Regions from separate parts of the Mus musculus genome. Here regions 2, 3, 4 and 5 are each linked to region 1. The links are chromatin contacts, called in public ChIA-PET maps. All regions are on one chromosome and are shown on one strand. Each heading gives the region's core, a stretch centred on a gene start, on an enhancer-like site or on the middle of the called end of the contact. The rest is flanking DNA. Distances are from core to core; before and after follow the strand shown. Region 1 has its middle 28 kb from the start of Setx. Region 2 overlaps Ralgds (ral guanine nucleotide dissociation stimulator). Region 3 overlaps Rapgef1 (Rap guanine nucleotide exchange factor (GEF) 1). Region 4 has its middle 16 kb from the start of Ralgds. Region 5 overlaps Rapgef1 (Rap guanine nucleotide exchange factor (GEF) 1).

What was found. ChIA-PET counts read pairs in DNA pulled down with a chosen protein or histone mark.
Region 2: an RNA polymerase II ChIA-PET map of memory CD8 T cells shows a contact between it and region 1, with 9 read pairs. The contact joins two enhancer-like sites. A contact is called at or near these places in 2 of 115 datasets of contacts at active chromatin or transcription factors (memory CD8 T cells and pancreatic cancer cells).
Region 3: an RNA polymerase II ChIA-PET map of memory CD8 T cells shows a contact between it and region 1, with 5 read pairs. The contact joins two enhancer-like sites. A contact is called at or near these places in 1 of 484 Hi-C or Micro-C datasets (CD4 T cells) and 1 of 115 datasets of contacts at active chromatin or transcription factors (memory CD8 T cells).
Region 4: a contact with region 1 is called in an RNA polymerase II ChIA-PET map of memory CD8 T cells, with 11 read pairs. The contact joins two enhancer-like sites. A contact is called at or near these places in 3 of 115 datasets of contacts at active chromatin or transcription factors (bone marrow-derived macrophages, memory CD8 T cells and pancreatic cancer cells).
Region 5: an RNA polymerase II ChIA-PET map of memory CD8 T cells shows a contact between it and region 1, with 8 read pairs. The contact joins two enhancer-like sites. A contact is called at or near these places in 4 of 115 datasets of contacts at active chromatin or transcription factors (embryonic stem cells, large pre-B cells and memory CD8 T cells).

Annotation. Positions count from the first base shown.
Region 1 is chr2:29,095,522-29,098,221 of GRCm38.p6, reverse strand. No RefSeq gene overlaps it. Among named protein-coding and RNA genes, the nearest start is that of Setx, 28 kb to the left of the region's middle. Within about 2 kb of position 1,296, at least 32 of the 459 cell types and tissues checked have an H3K27ac peak or open chromatin away from gene starts, as enhancers often do. A contact at or near this core is called in memory CD8 T cells, where this site is marked.
Region 2 is chr2:28,538,881-28,541,580 of GRCm38.p6, reverse strand. It overlaps Ralgds (ral guanine nucleotide dissociation stimulator), which reads right to left. Exons shown (of 18, transcript NM_001145835.1): 2 at 760-870. Among named protein-coding and RNA genes, the nearest start is that of Ralgds, 6.8 kb to the right of the region's middle. Within about 2 kb of position 1,385, at least 194 of the 459 cell types and tissues checked have an H3K27ac peak or open chromatin away from gene starts, as enhancers often do. A contact at or near this core is called in memory CD8 T cells, where this site is marked.
Region 3 is chr2:29,672,101-29,674,800 of GRCm38.p6, reverse strand. The region is part of intron 1 of Rapgef1 (Rap guanine nucleotide exchange factor (GEF) 1); the gene reads right to left. Among named protein-coding and RNA genes, the nearest start is that of Rapgef1, 54 kb to the right of the region's middle. Within about 2 kb of position 1,425, at least 122 of the 459 cell types and tissues checked have an H3K27ac peak or open chromatin away from gene starts, as enhancers often do. A contact at or near this core is called in memory CD8 T cells, where this site is marked.
Region 4 is chr2:28,516,156-28,518,855 of GRCm38.p6, reverse strand. It overlaps a transcript of Ralgds not described here. Among named protein-coding and RNA genes, the nearest start is that of Ralgds, 16 kb to the left of the region's middle. Within about 2 kb of position 1,420, at least 225 of the 459 cell types and tissues checked have an H3K27ac peak or open chromatin away from gene starts, as enhancers often do. A contact at or near this core is called in memory CD8 T cells, where this site is marked.
Region 5 is chr2:29,648,046-29,650,745 of GRCm38.p6, reverse strand. The region is part of intron 1 of Rapgef1 (Rap guanine nucleotide exchange factor (GEF) 1); the gene reads right to left. Among named protein-coding and RNA genes, the nearest start is that of Rapgef1, 30 kb to the right of the region's middle. Within about 2 kb of position 1,280, at least 114 of the 459 cell types and tissues checked have an H3K27ac peak or open chromatin away from gene starts, as enhancers often do. A contact at or near this core is called in memory CD8 T cells, where this site is marked.

The DNA of each region.
Region 1 (2,700 bases), core at 47-2,546:
ATTGTTACACAAAATGTACTTTTAGCAAGTCAATTTCCAAATTTTAACATTTCTTTTCTGCTTTAGGGGTTGTCTTAAAAAACCATTACCTAAGCAATTCTCAGCCAGCTGTAGGAGACTTCCTGGTTTGCCAGGCACATCTGGAAAGTAAGTTTTGCAAAGACTGAGAATCCTTCAAAAGAATAACCCCATCAAATCTCATATAACAATCACTCCAGATGCATGCCAGATATATTCATATATACATACACACACACACATATATTTCAAATGGGGATTTATCAGCAGATTGGTTTACAGGGTGTGGTCCAAGTAGTTCAACAATGGCTGTCTCACAAATGAAAAGCTGAGAATCACTAATTGTTCTGTCCACAGTGCTGGAGTCCAGGATGGTTCCAGGAGAGCTGGTCTTCAGTCTATGCTGAAATCCTAAAGACCCTGGATTTCATATTGGCTGCAGCAACATAGATGAACTTGCCAGCAAGAGTAAACACAGCTGGCAAAATCAGTTTCATCTTCCTTGTCCTTTTATGTGGCTGCCACCAGAAGGTGTGGCCTACATTTAGGGTGGATCTTCCTGCTTCAAACAATAGCATTAAGAAAGTCCCTCTTGGCTGGGTGTGGTGGCGTACTCCTTTAATCCCAGCACTTGAGAGGCAGAGGCAGGTGGATTTCTAAATTCGAGGCCAGCCTGGTCCACAGAGTGAGTTCCAGGACAGCCAGGGCTACACAGAGAAACCCTGTCTCGAAAACAACAACAACAACAACAACAAAAAAAACAACCAAACAAACAAAGAAAAGAATGTTTCCTTGGCTGAGTGGTGGCGATGCATGCCTCCGGAGGCAGAAGTAGGCAGATCTCTGAGTTTGAGGTCAGCCTGGTCTACAGAGTGAGTTGCAGGATAGGACAGCCAGGGATACACAGAGAAACCCTGCCTGGAAAAACAAATAAACAAGTGGAAAAAGAAAGGAAGAAAGAAAAAAGAAGAAAGAAAATTCATCTTAGGAGTGCCTAGCAGCTGATTTTGGAATATCTCAAAATACTTACAAAGATCCTGACGCCTAAATTTGCATTCATTTGCCCGTAAATGACAGCCCCTATGAGGCTTTGTGGCATGTATCATTCTTGTCGGTATTTAGTTTATTGTTTACCAACTTGGCTCTGTCGATCCCCCTTCACTCATCCATTCAGCCTAGACACTGTTCTGGTGCTGGGGAAGAGGCTAAGTCAGCCTCCGTCTCCTCCCAAGAGCTCATCTCCCAGGCAGCATAGCAGGAGCCTCACAGTGACTAAGAACCAAAAATCAGGACCCACATCAAATGCTGAAGCATAAAAGGAAGCAGAGCAAAGTTAAGTCCTTGGTGTGTGGGGGTGGGGGTGGGGGTGGGGGAGAGCTTAGCTTCTTAGAGACATAATTAAGGGGTTGGCCTTCTCCATATTGGGAGGGCCCTTAGCTTTGTCCATTTGACACACAGTGCAGAGTACCAGTGAAAGAATCTCAACCGAGGGATTGCTGGTGGGGAACTGATTATCTTCCTTGTAATTAACAGGCCTGGCCCGCTGTGGGTTGAACCATACCTAGGCAGTGGTCCTGTAGAGAGGGCTTTAGAGCCAAGGGCTGTCTACCCAGAAGTCCATTTCTTCCCAAGGGTGAACAGTGAACTGCTGGGCCTAGATAACCCAGGGTGGGGTGGTACCCAAGGGAGGGAACTCGTTTCTCTGAGAAAAAGGGATGGGAGCAGTGTGTGTGTGTGGGGCGCTTGGAAGGACTGCTAAGGGGGTGCTGTGATGGGATGTAAAGTGAATAAAAAAATAAATTACTGGAAAAAAAAAAAAAAGAACTGATCAGCCTGGCGTGGTGGCGCACGCCTTTAATCCCAACACTAGGGAGGCAGAGGTAGGCGGATTTCTGAGTTCGAGGCCAGCCTGGTCTATAAAGTGAGCTCCAGGACAGCCAGAGCTATAAAGAGAAACCCTGTCTCGAAAAACAAAAAAACAAAACAAAACAAAAAAAAAATAACTGATCAAAGGGGAAAGACCCAGAAAAAGGAGACAAGTTCACTGAAGCAGAAAGCAGCAGTAGCTGGGCAATGATGGCCCACGCCTTCGAGGCCAACCTGGTCTACAGAGTGAGTTCCAGGACAGCCAGGGCTACACAGAGAAAACCTGTCTTGAAAAACCAAAAAAAAAAAAAAAAAAAAAGACAGAGAGACAGATTATTAGATTCATCGATTTATTCAGTGATTTACTTAAAGCACTGCTTGTACTGTCTGTTTGCCTTGCATGACTTCGCTTGTACACGGAACACAGCGACCTGGAGAAGTAGCTAAAACAATGGGTCGTTGCCCTTAACAACATGCAGATTGCTAGCTCGCTGGCACAACCTCACCCAACCTTGTGGTTTAGACTATAAAAATGAGACTGCAAACTGTACCCAAGATCAATGCCTTGCAGGTGCTGCCCTAGCTTTGGTCCACTGTGGCATGTGACATCTCCTCTCGTCCATTCTAATTGGTGTCGGAGTGTTTATTCCAGAGAGTCCCACAATAGCAAAAAAGCACCTGCACGGGCAGGGTCTGTCTCCAAAGCTTCTGGGCTGCCGGGTGATCTTTAAGCTGGTCTCTCCATAGGTTCCTGGACCACTTCTTCCTTTGATCCCTTCCAATTTCATTTTCATGCCTCAGACAGCATATAACTCT
Region 2 (2,700 bases), core at 136-2,635, 560 kb after region 1:
ATGGGAGCAAACCAGTCAGGAGCTCCCGCCCCTCCATGGCCTCTGCATCAGCTCCTGCCTCCAGGCTCCAGCTCTCCCCTCCTGACTTCCTTCAGTGATGGATGAGGATGCCAAAATGTGAGCCAAATGAACCCTTTCCTCCCCAGCTTGCTTTTGGTCATGGTGTTTCTTTATAGCAATAGTAATCCTGGTGAGATGGCTCAGTGGATAAGAGCACCCGACTGCTCTTCCGAAAGTCCGAAGTTCAAATCCCAGCAACCACATGGCTCACAACCATATGTAACAAAATCTGATGCTCTCTTCTGGAGTGTCTGAAGAAAGCTACAGTGTACTTACATATAATAAACAAATAAGTGGAAAAAAAAGAGTTTAAAATAAAAATAAAAAAAAAAAGTAATCCTAAGACAGACCGCTTACAAAGCCTAAACTTCCATTCAATGAGGGCAAAGGGCAGTCCTGCTGTGAGAGGATTTCTGACACTAGGAGGAAGAGGACAGGGGAGGGGAGGAGTGACATGTGAGGACAGCTTTTAAACCGAGCAAAATATTTGAATATGCATGGCCTTATGGGCAATGAGAAGCAAAGCCAATGGCTTCTCTTCTCACCTGTGGGTAGGGATGTCAGCAGGATCTTTGTGCATGGGCTGGGGAAGGGAGGGAGGCTCAGCCCAGAGTCGCAAGAGGGACTGGGGCCCTCAAACAGAAAACTCTGGAAAGGAGTCTGGCAGGGTCACCCTCCTGGTCTCCTCTCCACACTTACCCCTAGCCAGCGCTGGCCCTTAGTGGCTCCTTGGTGTAGCTGGACCTTGCGCAGGGAGATGGAGTAGATGACCCCGTTGATCAGCTCCTCCCCAATCTCCTGCGTGGAGCTCTGGAAAGACAAGGCCCAAGAGCCAGGCCAGGCCATCAGGGGTCTGCTATAGGGGCATGGCACAGACAGGTGGCTTCTGGACTTCCAGGGCGAAGAAAATGGAGAGCCAGGACTCCCCTTCCCACCTGGCTCCTCACGACCTTAAGGTCAACATCTCAGGAACCTGCTCCTACTTAGTACTGGACAGCCCAACACAGTCTACCTGGACAGTACTGTTATTCAGCCATTTCAGAGACGGGTAAGTGGAGGCTGAGGCAGCCAAACTGTCTGGTGTATATGACAGATCCCCTATGCCAAGGCCCTAGCATGGTCACAGGTGGCACTGGCCTCAGAACCCAAGGCCAGGGTCACCCACACTCTTCTTTCATTGTCCCATCTGAGGTTCCAGGCTGACCAGGCAGCAGCAGGCAGCTCTTTCTAGCCCAGTGCTGGAGTCGGCACCATGGCTCTAGGGCAGGTGCAGACGCTGACCACATCTGAGGCCACTTCCTTCCCCTTCTGCTCATTCATGCTGCTGAGACTTCTTGGGTAACATGGGGGTTCCCAGCTGGCTGTTCTTCCTCATGTGAGTGAGTGGGGTACTGCAACAGTGCTGGGGATCCACAGAACCCCAAATCATGAGGCCTATATGGAGAAGGGGGTCATGTGACTGCTTCTCAGAGCCTAAAGCAGAAATGAAACATTCACTTCCTTGCACCTCAGGCTCTCTCTACTCCTGCCCTCTGGAGAAGGGATAGAGGGGACCTGATTCCTGGAAGTCAGTGGGTAACAAGAAGGCTCATGACCCTAAGCAATCCTGGCCTGGACCCTGTGGGAGTGTCATGTGTTCCTCAGCGCAGGGAACTTCCCTTCAGACACTAGTGGCACTGTCATCAGCTAACCCCTGACCCAAATCTAGAAAGTCTTTCAGCAAAGATAAAGGAGACCATGGCTCTGGAACACCCACTGTGTCGGCTCAGCGTTCTTAAAAGTCAGGGCTGGCAGAGTCTTCCTTCCCTGAGGAGCCTGGCCGTACCCAGCATCAGCAGCAGAGTCAGGGTCACACATGAGGCTCCTGCCATACAACACTGGGGTTCAGCCTGGGGACCCTAGTACAGTGCTACTTTGTAACAGGTTTTTATCGATGCCCATTAGACAGAAATGTGCCCTGGCCAGGCACACCCGCGGCCATAGCTGGATGCGAGCAGCAGTGGCCATCCCTGAGCAGGGCTCAAATGCAAGGCTTTGCTTGGCCTGGGCTTCCGCTGACAGCCCAGCAGCTGGCCTGGGCCCTGTGGGAGTGTCATGTGATCCCTGTACCCTTCCCCCAACCGAGGGGGGGCCATTCTGCCAGCTGGATGGGGGTGGGGGTGCAGACAGGCTCTGAGAGCCATACATGTCTTCCTCTGGGGAGCCGACACCCTGTTGCACAGATGGGAACTGTTCCAGCCATGAGGAGCTAAGCCCATACACTCTGCTTCCTTCAAACAATCACAGCAGAATGAATCAGACCACCTCACAATACTGAGTGTGGGCCCCTTTGCACCAGATACCCAGAGAAGACAGAGATACCCCAGGCCTGGTTAGAAAGCAACAGAGAAGAGCTTCCCTCCCCAGTCTAAGGAGCTATCCTCAGGTCCCTCTGAGGTTGGAAGGGCAGGGACCATGTAACCTGAGGCTACCTTGAGCTACCTTTCTAGTAGGCAGCCCATGTAGGAAGTGTCATATTCAAGCAGTCCAGGGAGAGGAGGGGGTAAGCTGGCCTGGTAAACAGCTGAAACAGCAAAGATGTCTGCCAGCCTGCCTGCCTAGGGCAGGCATCCAGGAGGCCTCTGAGCTCCAAGAAAGGAA
Region 3 (2,700 bases), core at 176-2,675, 580 kb before region 1:
AGATCAAAGTTCAATTTCTTAGTCAAAAACATTCCAAGTGCTCACTCAGGCAGGATCAGATAATCTCTGGCCTCTGAAGATCACCAGGGAGCCCTATAGCACTCAGAAGAGCCTCTGGCCTCCACTCACGCAGGCAAACCAAACCCTGCCTCAGGCTAGGTACCACAGAGCAACAGGAAGCCCTTGCTGTCCAGGGCAGAGGTAACACTAGCTGGAAGGAAGTCCACCTGGCCCTTGTAAGTCAGAGCAGATGAAGTGGCATGGTGAGATTTTCTGGCCTCCATTTCTCCCTAGTCCCCAGCAGCACAGGGCAGGTTCATTCACATTTATACTTCCCTTGTGATACGTGAAGGTTGCGAGCAAGTCCTAATAGAGCTGGTTCAGAGCTCGGACTGGATGGAGGCAGAGGGCTTGGGCAGCACATTACCACATGCCTCTCTAACTCTCTAACGGAGGCTGAAACAGTACCCCCTTCGCATGGAGACTGACATCGCATGCAGGAAACACTGCGCTTCTCATGCTGAGCACAGTCGGTGCTGAGGCAAATGTGGGTCAGTGCAGTCTTGCAGACTGGGTAGGGAAGGCAGCAACTGATGCTCTACAGTGACCTGCGAGGCTGGAAGTCCTAGGAGACGCTCGGCAGACAAGGTGCCTTATTAGCAAATGGGCTTGTGTTGGAGGACTCTGCCTGTAGGCTGATATAAGTGAGCATGCATGAGAGAGGGTGGTCGGCTACATGATATTCTGTGAGCTGGAGGATGAAACACAGTTTAAAAAGATTAATTCTCTCTCTCTCTCTCTCTCTCTCTCTCTCTCTCTCTCTCTCTGTGTGTGTGTGTGTGTGTGTGTGTGCATGTGTGATGCTCAAGGACTAGAAGACAGCACTGGATCCTTTGAAGTTGGAGTTAGTGGGATTGCTCAGCAAGCACTTTCAACTACTAGGCCATCTCTCCACAGATACATAAACACACAGACACATCAATTAAGTTTGAAAGGTTATTTAATCTTTTGTATGTGAGTGATTTGCCTCAACTGTGTTTAAGTATATGCACTACACACACAACGGTGGGAGTCAGAAGAGGGCACCAGATCCCTCGGAATTGGAGTTACTGTAAATTACCACATGAGTGTTGGGAATCGATCCCAAATATTCTATAAGAGCAAAAAAAAGTGCTCTTAACCACTGAGCCATGTCTCCAATTCCATAGGCAAATAGTCTTTTTTGAAAGTGTGTTTTATGCACCTAGTTCACAGACCATCATAGCTCATGACAGACATGCTCAGAACACTTCTGTCAGCTGTCCTGAAAATTCACTTCCGATTTGTATTTTTAACTAGAAGTGGGTCCACTGTGGTATAACTTCATTTATCAACTGGCCAGCACAGGGTAGCTGCTGAGCACGGAAGCAAGGCATGAGTTTAGTGGGTGCAGGGTTAGTCATACTCTGAATACATCTTATTTCCATACAGCCCACAGGCTTTCAACAGGTTATCCTCCAGCACTGACACGAGGCTCACTCTCCCAATTAGATGGCTCACCAATACTTTCTTCTCTTCACTTACAGGAAGAGGCACACCTGCCCTGTATCAGTCACTGCTAGTCCATCCATCCCATTCCTTCTGATGCTGGCTGGCTTTGTAACAGACTCCAAAGAGAGCACACAGCTCCCAGACAGGCTGAGAGAAGAGAGACAAGCAGGCTTGAAGGGGAAGTCTGGGTTTACTGTGGTGATCAAGTTCCTCAGAGGCTCAGCTGGGTGAGCCAACTTCCTCTTCTCTGGGATCTGCTGCCCTGGGTCTGTAAGGAGATGCAGGGTTAAGGAGCTGGCCAGACTCGCAGCCAACTCTCATAACCAAGGTGGAACCAACGTGGAAAGAAATATAGACGGTACAAAAATCCCCTGAGGAACATGAGAGCAAGGCTGGCCCTGACCACGAACCAGAGATACCTACTCCTGATAGCTGCCATCAAAGCCAGGAAGTGGGTGACAGAACTCACTCTACCTTTGCCTGCCTGGTCCTGAATACAGTTTGAGTAGGTACATAATTGGGAAGCTGTGGTGACAGTTTGAGGCACCTATTAATACCTCCCTCTTCTCAGGCCAGTTAGTGGGCACAAAACCACCAGCAAGTCACATGGTGAACAGAGTTGCTATGTAATGACAACCAACATTACAATTCTGGAAATCAGAATTAGACTGTGCTCAGCTTTCTCTGGAAAGATGGGTGAACAATCAGGTTTCAAGTGGCCGTCGGGATCCCTAACTGTGCTATTCAGGCCCAATAAACGCTTTCTCTGTAAGTTGCCTTGGTCATGCTGTCCTATCAGCAACTGAAAAATACCTAAGAGTGAGAAATGTATTGTTGCTTCCCTGTACTTTATACAGCCACAGGAGGATGAACAGCTACACAGTGGGGTTTGCCAGAGCCACTCTCCTGTCATATAGGTAGTCACCCTATGGTTGTCTGGATTGTGATTCCTCTTTTTATAATTTGCGTCCACATGTGTAGTTTAACTTTAGAGTTTGTGATCATCACACAAGGTAGTGTTCTATATAGTCTCTCTATAGGCCTGACAGTAACCACTCAGATGACATACATCCTTGCTTTTCTCTGTGATATTGTTCTGTCTGCTCGCCTACCATGGTCACTGGGTTGCTATTGGCTTTGGCTTTCCTAAACAATGCTGCTACAGACACA
Region 4 (2,700 bases), core at 171-2,670, 580 kb after region 1:
GAGCTCCAGGGGACTCTTGGTCTTTGCCACACCTGGGATGCTGCCGTGCCCCAGGACTAGGGAGTCCGGGGCTACAGGGTATTTGTGTTGTTAAAACATCGTGCCTGTCCCTCTGGAATGGCCGGCACCAGGCTACAATTGACTGTACAGCTGATTCTGAATCTTTCTGACATTCTACCACTGTCCAATTGTCACTCGGATATCTAGAAAATGGCATTGGTTGCTAAGGGACTGGCCTGATGGTAGGCAGCTGCAGCTTGGGGTAATAGGAAGAGGGAGTAGACTGGGGTTTCTCTCAGTAAGGATCCTGGGGCTGTGGGCTGCTAGGCCCTATATGGAGGTGTGGGTGGATCAACCACAGGAGGTAACCACTCAGAGCTAAGAGCCACACACAGGCGGTGGGAAAGCCCCTAGCCGGGAGTCTTCCTGCAGGTATTTTGGGGGACTATGGTTGCTAAGCAACTGTACTAGGTTGCCATGGGAACTCTCCCTTCTTCTGGGACTTGTCATTTTTATGGAGATGCCACATTCCTTCCCATCTCTACCTCCTCAGGCTGTCTCAGCTACCTGTAAGGGGCCCTGGAGGCTCCCCAAACCTACCTTTGCCTACAAGGAAGCCACCTATCCAAGAAAGTACTATGCCTCTAAGACTCAGTTTGGGGGTGTGTGTGTAGGGGATTCAGGTCTCACAGTGTACCTCAGGATGACCTTGAACTCATAATTCTCCTGCCTCAGCTGGGATTGCAGTCGTGCACCACCCCGTGACCCTCTAAGAGAGGATTCTCTTGAGGTTCAAGACCCAACACAGAAAGCAGAGTTGAGGCCCTCATTAGAGTCAGGGGGATGAAAAAAATCTGTCTAGCTTGGTTTGCATCTCCATTCCTGCTAACCACCAACTCAGGCTCTTCCTGCCTTGACAGGGCTCTGACCACTAGAAGCCCAGTATAACTGGAAGGCATTCTCCGCCCTAGCCCTGGTGCCTGGCCCCTCCCTGGCTTGTCTGTAAAGGAGTGTCACCTGGGGCTTGCCATTACCCAACCAGGGGTTGTCCCCATGCCCAGCCAACCAGTGTTGGCAGCAGGCCATGCTGGGTAGACATGCCTCCTCTGGGACAGGCTAAGGCTAAGGTCCCTGCCAGCCATGTGTTGTATAAGCAGCTCACCTTTCCCTAAAACTACTTCTTGTGGCCTGTGGTAATAGGTAGGGGAGCTGTCTGGAAACTGCAGTAGGCCAAGGCAACTTACTGGTGACGAGCCAGAGGGAGGCAAAGTCCAGGCCCCAAGGTGTGTGTGTTGGGGAGAGGGGGTGGGGGAGAAGCTGAGGTCTCCTCAGTGGTTACCAGCAACACCCTGCTGCTCGCCTGCTCTCATTCTGATTTCCTTCAGTGTGTGTCACCAAGGATGACTCCTGACCTGTTTACAGTTTGCTTTGTCTCCTGGCAACCAGATGAGCTTTTGTGGAAACTCGGGACAGGGCAGTGCAGTACTGAACTTCCACACCAGAGGTTACAGCGCCACCTGCTGGTGCTACCATTGGTGGCCTTCAAGCCTTCCTACACAGGTGAAATTCTGCCAGATCCTAAGGAACCTGGCCTTCCCTATAACCCTCCTCACAGGCTCAGCTGTGTCCTTCCAAAAGCCCTTGGGTCCTGCAGATCCAGGCAACACAAGGCTAGACTGGGATGGGGTCAGGTCAGGGCTCACTCTCTCACTCTCACACACTCTCTCTCTCTCTCTCTCTCTCTCTCTCTCTCACACACACACACACACACACACACACACACACACACACACACACACACACGATGTCCTTACAGTAATGGAGACAACCAGACACAGACACACAGAGACACAGACACACAGAGGCAGCTGTGTGGAGGCAGAGGACTACAGACACGTTTAGGGGGATTTAAAGCTAAGGACTACAGCCATGCCAGAAGCTGTGGTTCAGTGGTGTTGATGCCTTGCTTTTAGGCTTCTGTCCTCTAGAACCACGAGAGATTTCTGTTGCACAGGGTCATCCAGTATATGGCATTCTGCTAGAGCAGCCACAGGACACTAACACAACGTACCAGGCCTGTCACCTTTTTGTCACCGTCATGCCTACCTCGCTGACTCTTGTCTCGCTCCCTGTCAGCTTTCTGCACTGCTCTTCCTGCTTTCTCTCGTGTGGCTGACCTATGAGATGCACAAGCACATGGATGAATGGCTCTCCAGCTCTGCTACTTCACCAAGTTCAGACAACCGTAAAAGTCAGAAGCTGGGGAAATGGCTCAGAGGTTACAGGGCCAGGACCTCCACGACTCAGGCAAATGCCTGATGGCTGTGGCTATCCAGACAGATATAAATCTAGCCTCAAAGGATAGAGACGGAATCTCCAGAGCAAGCTGGCCAGCAAGCCCAGCCCTATTAGTTGAGACCCTGCCTCCCTCAATGATCACAGCACCTACCATATGCATGTGCCAACACATGCATCTACGCCCAGTGTGTTGGAGTTCCCAGCACTCGGAAGAGGATGTCTGTGAGTTCTGGGGTCTACACAGTGAGTTCCAGGATAGCTAGTGCTATGTAGAGACCCAGTCTCAAAACAAATGAACCAAAACTCATGCACAACATATATACACATATATGTATAACACACATACCTGAAAATGGAAGAGGAAAAAGTCAAGAGACAGCAGCAGGTGTGCAGATGGGGGGT
Region 5 (2,700 bases), core at 31-2,530, 550 kb before region 1:
AGGGAAGAAGCCAAAGCTTATGGCCTAGGCATTTATTAATAAATAATTAGTCTCAGAGTCATCATTACGGGAGCAGGGGCTGGAAGGAGAAAACTTTTAAAAAACAATCGTCTTCCTCCTATATAAAACTAGGAATTGGGGCTGGTGAGATGGCTCAGTGGGTAAGAGCACCCGACTGCTCTTCCGAAGGTCCAGAGTTCAAATCCCAGCAACCACATGGTGGCTCACAACCATCCTAACGAGATCTGGTGCCCTCTTTTGGAGTGACTGAAGACAGCTACAGTGTACTTACATATAATAAATAAATAAATCTTTAAAAAAAAAAACAAAAAACTAGGAATCCCTAAGCACTGGCCGTCCTCCGCGCTTCAATGCCAGTACAGGACCTACCTCCCAAGAGACAACCTAGCACTAGTTTGTGTACAAACTTGTAGACTCCAGGGGGCAGCAGTGATTTGTGTTTTCACAATTCATGCCCTGAGCCTAGAACAGTGCCTGTGTCACACATTCGACGGCTAAACATCAGTTTGTAACGGGAATGATGAAACAGACTTTTCTCCCACTGAAAACACTTTACTTTGGCTAGAACATTTGCAGGGAGCATGGTTCCATTAAACTTAGTGCCTCAGCCTGTTCAATGGCAAAGAAAACACCAAAGCCTGTAGTCTGGATAAGATTCCAGAGCCTTCCCTCCTCTATCTCTCCTCCCTGACAATGAAAGCTTGGCACGTGGGCTCAGGTGGCCCCATTCTAATCACAGTGGTAGGCACTGTAGGTGGGCCCTGCGTGGGTTTCCCCTGTGGCCTGGAAATGACAAGATTCTTCTGTTTCCTGTGTGAGTGAGGGTGGGGCATGCTGCTGACTCCCAGAGGAGCAATGACCACAGAAAACATCCAACCCGAGAGACTCTAGAGGTTAGGGGTTAGTAAACGGTCTGTCATCCAGAATTCCAACAGCAGCCTGCAAACAGGGAAGGGTTTTCATATTTCTAAATGTTTATGTAAACACCTACATAATGGTCTGAATTTTGTTTCTTATTCTAAAATCCTACCTACCTGGTCCTTTATGTTTTCAGATCCCTAACACAGATGAACTATAGGACAAACCTCTCAGCTTTTGTCTATGGTCTTCAGGGTTCCTAAAAGTCTTACAAGCAATCCCTGGAAAGTAACTGTCGATCTTGGGTGGCTGATGGCCACTGCAATCACAGCAGATTAGGGCAACAGCCTCTACACAGCTGGAAAAGGAATCTTGAAATCCGGAAATGTATTTTACGCACGTTCCCAGGGTGAAACACACTCTACAGCCAGTGGCTCAGGACAGACATTGTTCTAAATTTGGAGCTATCTGATGACAGAGCCAAGTTTCCTTCCCTTTTCTTACCCACACCCAAAGTAACACCCACACTTCTCATGAGAAAAACCCCTTCACACTTACAGTTTCCATCCCCTATAACTGATCCCTGCTGAATAAAAGATCCAACTTATAGAAGGCTGGAGTTACACGCCAACTGTGTACAAAAAGAACCCATCTCGAATGTCAATCCTTTGGTACCACACCTGGCACACAGGAAGCCACTGGCATTGCCTAATACCATATCCCAGCTGTTACTGGTCACTGCTACACATGCTACAGTGCTGTGTTACATATGGTACATGTGACATATGCTATACATTGTATTTTATAGACATTCACACTCTCCATGTAAACTGTTTTATATGTTATAGAACATTTACACATATATCATGTTAAATATGAAGCATATGATATACAATGTACTGTTTCCTATTAGTACTGCATACATTGTCCCAACCCTGTTATAACATTAGTAACAAAAGATACAAGCTATAAGACTTCACATCCCACCTGGTTCTTCCATTGTTAAAATTAGATAATTATTTTAGATTATTTTACCCTCCTGGTCTAAGGCATGTGATTTCTAAAGTATCCTATGTAACCTTCTGTTTTAAAAGGTTTCCTCTCATCCTGAACCTTCTTGTGATATTACCACACATGGCTTTCACCCTCGCTCTGACCCTTCCTCATCCATCACATTTAGTCACATTCTGAGGTACTACATGAGTTGGCTAATTAAGAGCACCTTGACCATTTATTATGATGCATTTATTTATAGGCCAGGTCTCATTATGTTGCCCAGGTTGGCCTTCTCAAGACCCTCCTGCCTCAGCATTCTGTATGGATTACTGTATGGTTATTATACATATAACCACACCTTGCTCTGTTTATCTGCGGTGCAGAGCTGGTGTCTCATCACTTAGAAGCAGTTAGGAAAAGGACCATTTGGGTTGTTTGCCCCTCCACATCTCCAGACCCAGCAGTTGGCCCAGCATTAACAATGTAGGGACTCTTTGACTCATTCTACATCTTCAACAGGAGAAAAAATTTTAATCATCAATACTCTTTGGAAGATAGAAAATAAAAGGTAATGGCAATAAATGTGCATCCTTAAACAAACCAAAGCAACCAAGAAAAGTCCAAAGCAAAGCAGAACACTGTAAGCCGCAGCTTCATCTCACTGCTGCTGCCAGCCCTGGATGGTCTCTCCTCAGATGACCCGTCACTGTGGCACTACAAGTACAGCTGACATTTTCGAGAAATCTCCAAACAGATGGGACATGGGTGCTGATGAGCTGCTGACCAACTGGGGAATTTATGTCTCACGTGGGAGAACACGAACAG